Regions from separate parts of the Sus scrofa genome. Here region 1 is linked to region 2. The links are chromatin contacts, called in public Hi-C maps. All regions are on one chromosome and are shown on one strand. The core of a region is the stretch at or near the end of the contact, and the rest is flanking DNA. Distances in the headings are between cores, read along the strand shown.

Region 1 (4,048 bases), core at 1,435-3,934, 170 kb before region 2:
ATTTTTGCCAACATCACTTTTATAATGGGATATAAATCTCACCACCCACACCTGATTAAATAGACCTGGACGTGAATAAAAAAGAGGATGGGGCACTTAGCATCGTGGGGCTGCAGGTGCGCCTGCCAGATACCCAGAGCTCAGGAGACTGAAGGGAACTCTCAGCTCTTTTTAACTTGGGAGCCAAGGTCACATGACTTTTCAGGGTCTTGGCCATGAAGTGGAAGCCAGGGGCCCTTCCCTGGCTCAGATCTCCTCACATGGATTTGTACAGATTCCCCTGCAAGTTCTCCGGCTGGCTCCTGCCCGCCTCTTCTCAGGGGGTGGCCCCAGCAGTCACTGTCCTTGGGGCACCAAGGCCATAAATAGCTGAGGTGTTCGAACGCTTGTCCCAGGCCCCCTTTCTGTTCTCCGTATTTGCTGCTTTTTTGTGTCTATGCCAACTTCATGGGCAGGACACTGACTACTAGAATTTGTCGGTAAAAATGTATCCGATATGCTCATTTCCTCAGTTTTAGCTCCACACCCAACTTCTCAAGGAGAGTCTTCAAGGGAGAAGTTTCTCCTGAAGAGTTAAACTGACCTTATCACAGGCTTTCCCCAGGTTCACTGGGTCACAGTACTCACAGGGGCAGCTCAGGCGCCTTTAGGTCTTTCCCACGAATCGGAAATTTCTTTTCTTTTCTTTCTTTTTTTTTTTTTGATTTTTTTGGTTTTGTTTTTTTGGGACCACCCCCACGGCATATGGAGGTTCCCAGGCTAGGGGTCGAATCGGAGCTGTAGCTGCCGCCGGCTTACACCACAGCCACAGCAACACCAGATCCGAGCTTAATCTGCAACCTACACCACAGCTCACAGCAATGCCAGATCCTTAACCCACTGAGTGAGGCCAGGGATCGAACATGCATCCTCATGGACACTAGCGGGTTCGTTAACCATGGAGCCATGATGGGACCTCCTGTCGGAATTATTTTGATATTAAATTATTTTGATATTTAGATATAATTTTTAAAAACTGATGTGCCCAGCCCACGTGTGTTGTACCGTGCCTATCAAACCCTTGGCATTACCTCGGCCTCCTCAAATCGTCCTCCCCATCCCCCTCTGGCCAAGGGCTCCTGAGGGGCCGTGGGTATATGTGGAGCTCCGGACCAGCGGCACCTTTGGAAACCATCAGGAGGAGACCTGGCTCAAATAACTTGGAAAGCATTGAACTTCACAGTCGACTGACCACTTTTGCAAGTGATTTCTCCTGCTCCTCTTAACTTGGTGACGTGACCAAGCAGCTCTCATGGGCTCTGCTTTCCTACAGGAAAACTCAGAGATGGAGAGGTCCAACTTCGAAGTGGCTGAGCTGGCATTCACCATTTTTGCTGTCACAGGAGATTAATGGGCCAGTGTTTCCCAGAGTCCCTATAGCGGTCCTTGCAGCAGGAGGGACAGGTGCCCATCACCCACTTTGCAAAGGGGGAGGCTGAAACTTAGGGAGGCTGACTGGCTGTCTTGGGGACACCGCAGATGACAAGTGACACAGCTGGGAAATACATCCCAGACCTGCTGACTCTTAGACCAACACCCTTTCCATGACACCAGGATTAACTGCTCGATCTAGAAATTCTCAAGAACAAAGCTCCTCTTAAGTCTCCGTAGAGCTTCACTCTTCATTGGATTCCAAATTCCCACGTCAATCAAGCTGCTGTGCCCCAGGGGACATCTCGCAAGAAGAAGGTCTCTTTCGGCTGGCTGTTCAGACCAGACCAGGAAGGGCTTAGCAGAGGGCCCCACGCCTAGGGCATGCTCACCGACTAGTTGGCTTTGGGGATGCTGATAATCTGGACCCACGTTCTGGTGCTGCTTGCCTTTTGCTGACTCATACCCTGAGTATTGGCGGAGTGCATGGGGCTGTAACGCAAAGAGGTGTGGATGAATGGAAGAAGAGGGTCAGGTGTTGCTAAGGACCGGTAGGAAAGGGGTCCTTGTCACTAGGGACAGATCACAGATGCAGCCATCCCTCAGAGCAGTCTCTGAAGGCAGGCTAGCGCACCGTGGAAAGCTCCCATCCCCGGAGCCCTTGCTTGGATCTCGAATGGGGGAAGCTGCAGCAAGGCAGAGTGTGCTGCATTTGCAAAGGTCAGGCTTTAATTACATGCACAGTTAAATGGAAATACTGTAGAGAGCTCACACTCATATTTCTTGGGCCTTCATTAATGTTATTGCTCCGTCACTTTCTCTCTCCTTGGGTTTGTAAATGAAAGTTCCTTTAAGGACATTTAAAAGGATTATTTATTTTTAATTGTTTTACCTCTGGAGGGAGAGGTCCCCCCCCCCCTTTTTTTTTTTTTTGAGCAGTTGGAAAAAAAACTTTGCCTCTGCATTTCTTGCTAATTTATTTCAAACCCTGGGCTTTTTAGAGTCTTATCTACTAATGCTTTTGATTAAAACACAAGCCAAAACCAGCCAACATGAACAGGTTGAATGCCACATCTGTGCAGAAGATAGCAGCTCACTTATTTATGGCTCAAAGAAATGGAGCCTAAATTAAGCTAGCTATTGCTGGAGAGTGGATAAGCGGCCATTATGAATTATCCTTAATTATAGCGATTTCCTAAACTAATAAACCTGCTAAATCTTTATTGCAAAGGTTAGTTTACGCAGTGCATATAAAATCCGCATGTGCTTCGCATCAGACACCAGCTGTCTGACAGTGTGTTCTTATTTCCGTGAGTGTTCACATAAATTTTATGTAGGTTATATTAACAGTCAGTCCATATCACTACCCACAGATGCCAGTAGACATAAAAATTGCTCTCTAGTGAGCCTAAATATCCCTAGAAGCTAGTTGTGTCTAATGTTCCATGTAGTATTTGTACGTGAAAGCACCAGATTGGAGGGTTATTTACAGATGAATATTTCAATCCACTTAGTTCATATAGGCCTACTTAGCCTTCTCTGCCAGTTTATTTGTATGCTAAATAATTCACCAAAGGTTCTTGTTTACTTTCTATAGTAGTTTCTATGAAATGCAAACAAGGGAGCCAACTTTAGGTGTTCAAAGCAGCGCTGTGTTTAAATGCAGGTCAGAGCAGCAAATGCAGTCTTGCCGACGGGCTGTCACTCCGTTTTACCCATTCTTCCTCCTCTTCTTCTTCTTCTTCTTCTTTTTTTTTTTTTTTTATTTCCTCCTCCAGATATGACTGGAGCTTGCTGCTTTCACAGGAATTTTTGGCTGGACTATCTTTCGTCTAAATTTATCTTTTTCGGTACCTGCTATAGGCCGCCTTCAGTTTACACAATTAAACCACCCAGTGCCAGCAGCAAAGAACGCCTCCTTGGCTTCGAGACGCTTCCCCACAGCCCTCTGGGCTGACAAGAACGGGTCAGTCCTCTGCTCTTGAATGCCCTTGTTTTCTTCCCCCTTCTCCTTTTCTCTTTCTTTCTTTCTTTCTTTTTTTTTTTTTTTTTTTTTTTTTTTCTTTTTTCTCCTCCATGATTTTTTTCTGGTGCATTTCCAGATCTCAAGACTTGAAAGAACAGCAAAGAAGACCTTTCTCTTCTCCCGGAAAGCCTTGAGCCAGCCTGACCTCTGTCCCCCTGAAGGACAGAGGAGCAAAGTCCCAGCTCTAAAGGATGTAGCCTCTAGTGGCCCTCAGAGTATATATGTTCCCCTGGGTGAGAAGAATCCTTGTCTTCTGAGGTGACAGTTACCTGGGCCTATTGTTCAGATGTTCCCCTGGCTCAGGTGATATGTGAAAAATACACCTCTCGGGCCCCCCAACATTTTGCACATGCTTAAGATCCTAAACATTTACCCCTAAAGAGATTGGAAAATAGCCTCCTTCATTTTCAGCCAGGCGCTGCCAAGATCGTGAGAGGGTTCAATAGCAGTGCTAACTTTTTATTTAATAATATTGATTTTATCATTTTTACTACTTACAATGGGGATTGGTCTGCTGATAGTTATTTGACCTCCCTTTGTGCATGGCTGTGGAGTGCTTCGTTAAAGCTATCGACAAACCTCTCTCTTCCTCCATCCTCTTCCAACAGCCCA
Region 2 (3,965 bases), core at 1,213-3,712:
CCGACACAGCCGCTCACATGCCCCTGCATCCCGCTGCCTTCCGTGGAGAGGGTGGGTTGCAGTGAGAGCTCCTATGCCAGGGCTACACAGGACATTGGCCCCTCCAAGACGGGTCAGGTTCAAGTGCATCAGGTAGGTGGGTGGGGTGGGAACAAAGCGCAGCCCCAGCTGCAGAGCATCCCAAGGGCAGACACACAAGTAAGAGGCAGACCCCAGCACAGAAGAATGCTGCTTGCCCATCCTGGAGTCCCCAAAGCTTGGGTCAGAAAGCTTGGCCAAAGGGAACAAGTGGCTGAGCTTGGTTTTCCCTATTCATAAACTGGGGCCCACCATGCCTATTGCCTGGGGTTGTTGCTATCATTGATGAAAATAATATTTGAAATGTATGAAATAATTTTCATGCACAAGGCAAATCCTTATGCGCGATGCATTGTGCGAAGTGTGGATGAACTCATTTAATTCTCTCAACAGTCAATGGGAGAGGGAAATGTATAATCCTTTTTATTTTAAAGGAAGCTGGAGTTCCCACTGTGGCGCAGCAGTAATGAACCCGACTGGGATCCAGGAGGTTGCGGGTTTGATCTCTGGCCTCGCTCAGTGGGTTAAGGATCCGCATTGCCATGAGCTGTGGTGTATGGTGTAGGTCACAGACGTGGCTCAGATTCTGAGTTGCTGGGGCTGTGACATAGGCCAGCAGCTGCAGGTCTGATTCGACCCCTAGCCTGGGAACTTCTATATGCCACGGGTGCAGCCCTGGAAAAAAAATAAATGAAGGCAGCAAAGCTCAGAGAGGTCCAGTCAGTAGCCCAACACCACACAGTTAGGCAGGGATAGAGCTGGGATTTGAACCCAGGCGGTCTGATTGCAGGACTTGTCCTCGCTGGGCGGCCACCCCTGAAATGCATGGTCCGGCACAAATGGGTGCTTCATGAGTATCTGTGGGTGTCCAGTGAGTGATGGATGATTCTCAGCTCTGCTGTGAGGTCCAGAGAAATGGCTTTCTCTCTCTCTCTCTCTCCCCTTCCTTTCCATCTTCCCTCCCTCCCTCCGGCCCCTTTCAGTTATTTAAAGGAAGCTCTGTGAAGAGATAACCTATTCGCAGAGTTCCCAAAGACCAAAGGATGATATAAACTGAAAAATATTCCTCAGGTCCTTGACTCCCAGCTGCCCAGGCCTGTCCTCCTACCAGCATCCTGCACAAGCCCATGTATATTCCCCTTCTGATTCAGATGGGAGCAGCCCACATGGAATGTTCTGCCTGGACATTTTTCACTCTGTGGAGATGGCTCCTGTTGCCAGAAGAGGTTCTTAAGCTCCCTCCCTCTCCCCCAAGCCTTAATTTCTTCATCTGTGCCTTCGGTGTGAACATGAAATAAAATGCATGGGAAGTGCTTACCATGGGGCCTATCAAATAGTAAGCACTTCACTCCATTTAATCAATTGTATTTTATTTAATCGGGGTAAAGGAAGTGAGCGTGGAATCGGCCCCCACTCCAGAGTGTCTTCGGAGGAGCCCAGTCCTGGCTCCTGAAAGCGCTGAGATTTCCTGTTAGGGTCTGAGGACCGATGATGAGCCATTCCTTTCAACGACAGGGAGAGAGGAAGGAAGGAGCAAACAAAAAGATGGATGGAGACAGCTTCAAAGCCACTCTAAAAAATAGATACCCAGGCCCCCAACCCCCCCCAAGGCCTAGCAGGCCACCTCTCCAGGTGGACCCCATCTGGCTTCAGACACGTTCTCTGCACACCCCAGTGTCACATCGAACCAAGTGGGGCGGGAGGAGAGAAGTGAGTGGGGTGAATTCACACAGAGACTCCAGATTCCGAGCTACAGTGATGAATAGTGTACACAACCCAGAAAACACAGCTCTCTCGAGTCTGGGCCTCTTCTTCATATGGGGGTGAGAGCAAAGGGGAGCAGAGCACTTGTCCTGTGAAACTTGGGGAGCTCGAGGCGAGGGGCGTGGCAGGAGCCCCGGCGGGGTGGAGGTGGCTGGAACAGTCTATGGGCCAATCAGGTGGCCTACCAGGCCACCGTGGGCCTCAGGCTGGCAAGGGTGTCAGAGACCCACAACCACCTGGGTGTGAGAGGTCCCGTCTTCGTCTCATGAGTTCATTTCTTTCCTCCTGGCCGTCAAATCCCGTTAAAAACACCCCAACATAACATTTAATGAGAGTGACGTTCTTTTCATCTGTACATATTTTTATCCCCGTTTAAAAGATTCTTTGTAAATTACCCCCTGGAAACTCCCACTATCTAATAATTATCAGAAAAGAAAAAAAAAAAAGAGAAAGGAAAAGGAAAGGAAGAGAGAGGGAGAGGATGAGAGAGAAAAGAAAAAAAAAAAAAAAAAAGCCCACAAGAGGCAGGGAAGCGAGCTGCTTTGTCAGGGAGAAGGAAATAAAGAGAAATCAGCCCGGCTTCAAAGGGCGCATTTCCATAATTGCCCTGTAACTTTGGCAAAATAAATCTGAGCGGCTGAGAAGAGCACAATCTCTCAGATGAGTGCACTCCAAAGCCCTGAGGGCCGTGGCCCACTTGTTAGCGGCCTAGAGCAGTGAGAGAACGCAGGACAAAAGCCATGAAATCACCGCCTTCCCGTGTCCTAGCTGCCGGCTCTGGCTCCGGAGTAAGACCTTCCCCTGGCTTTGTCTCCCTCCTGCTCCCTGATGTGGGACCCACACACACACCCACCCATCCACACACATACCTTTGCACGCATGCACACACACACACATGCACGCACGCACTCCGGGGTAACACAAGCAATTAAATAAACAGATGTATTGATGGGCGTGGAAGGGCTGGCAGCAGCTAAGAGGTGGCAATCGCTGTGAGGCAAAACCCCCAGGAGTCAGGCTTTCATCAGTGACACCATTCCGGAACCTGCTCCTGATATAAATATCCAGGGAGAAAGGCCCCAACTTTCCAGACACACATCCTCTTGGGGGCAGACGCTGTCCCTCTGGCCCCGAGAGAGTCCCACTTCCAGGGGCAACCTGGGCAGCCAGGCTGAGCTGACCCCTCCTCTTTGGCTCCTTCTGTTTCCCAGGCCGGCCTCGTTTCCTGTTTGCGCTCCCTCACCCCAATGACCCCCTTCCAGGGCCAAAAGCTTTTAGGGAACAAAAACACCCCACTTAGCGCCCAGCTTTAATGCTTCCCTCCACAAAGCTGTGGTTTCTGGGAGAAAACACCTTTGGTGACTGCCCCAGACGCCTCTCCCCATGCCCCAATGCCGTGTTTCTCAATCTTGGCTCGGTGTTGACCTGGATAACTCTTCCTGGCAGGGACTGGCCTGCGCCTTGGGGGACCTTTAGCAGGATCCCTGGTCTCCACCCCATGAGATGCTATTCGCATCCCTACCGAGTCATGACACCAGGGTCTCCAGACATCACCATCTGTCCCGGAAGTGAGGGGATCCCCTTGGTGGAGACCCGCTCTTAGGACCTCTTCTGCGCTCAGGAAGAGGGGCCTTGTGGGGTTTTCCATCCGGACCATCAGGATGGCCTTGGAGGGGTTGGAGCTTCTGTTTGGGGTGAGGGGGAGTGGCAGCTGCTTTCAGAACTTAGCTCGTCACACAATAGACAGACATGTTTAATGCAGTCAAGCTGGGTCAGATGACGGTGGCCAGTTAGGATCAAGAGGTGGCCTCTAGAGAGGTTATGGGGCCCCCGCATCCCCGTAACTGTCTACGCTTCATTCATTCATGCCTAATCCTAGACAATGTTGGAGTTGCAAGAAAGTTTGGATAAATTTGTCTAATCCCATCCGCTCCAAGTTGCAGAAGGTGAAAGTGGGAACTCAAGGGAGGGTGAGGTTGCCCCCACTCAAGCTGGAGGTGGCTCTAACCACAGACGCCAATTTTACATACCTGCAAGTGCCCATTTTCTTTTTTTTTTAATTTTAATTTTTTGCTTTTTAGGGCTGTACCCGCAGCATATGGAGGTTCCCAGGCTAGGGGTCC

Evidence for each region. A called contact is a pair of places that touch in the nucleus more often than the background predicts.
Region 1: a contact with region 2 is called in a Hi-C map of fetal heart ventricle, with 2.4 times the contacts expected there. The contact joins two enhancer-like sites.

What each region holds. Positions count from the first base shown.
Region 1 is chr6:31,220,492-31,224,539 of Sscrofa11.1, reverse strand. All of the region lies in intron 8 of FTO (fat mass and obesity associated), which reads left to right. Among named protein-coding and RNA genes, the nearest start is that of IRX3, 180 kb to the right of the region's middle. Within about 2 kb of position 2,684, at least 1 of the 83 cell types and tissues checked has an H3K27ac peak or open chromatin away from gene starts, as enhancers often do.
Region 2 is chr6:31,052,883-31,056,847 of Sscrofa11.1, reverse strand. No RefSeq gene overlaps it. Among named protein-coding and RNA genes, the nearest start is that of IRX3, 9.9 kb to the right of the region's middle. Within about 2 kb of position 2,462, at least 2 of the 83 cell types and tissues checked have an H3K27ac peak or open chromatin away from gene starts, as enhancers often do.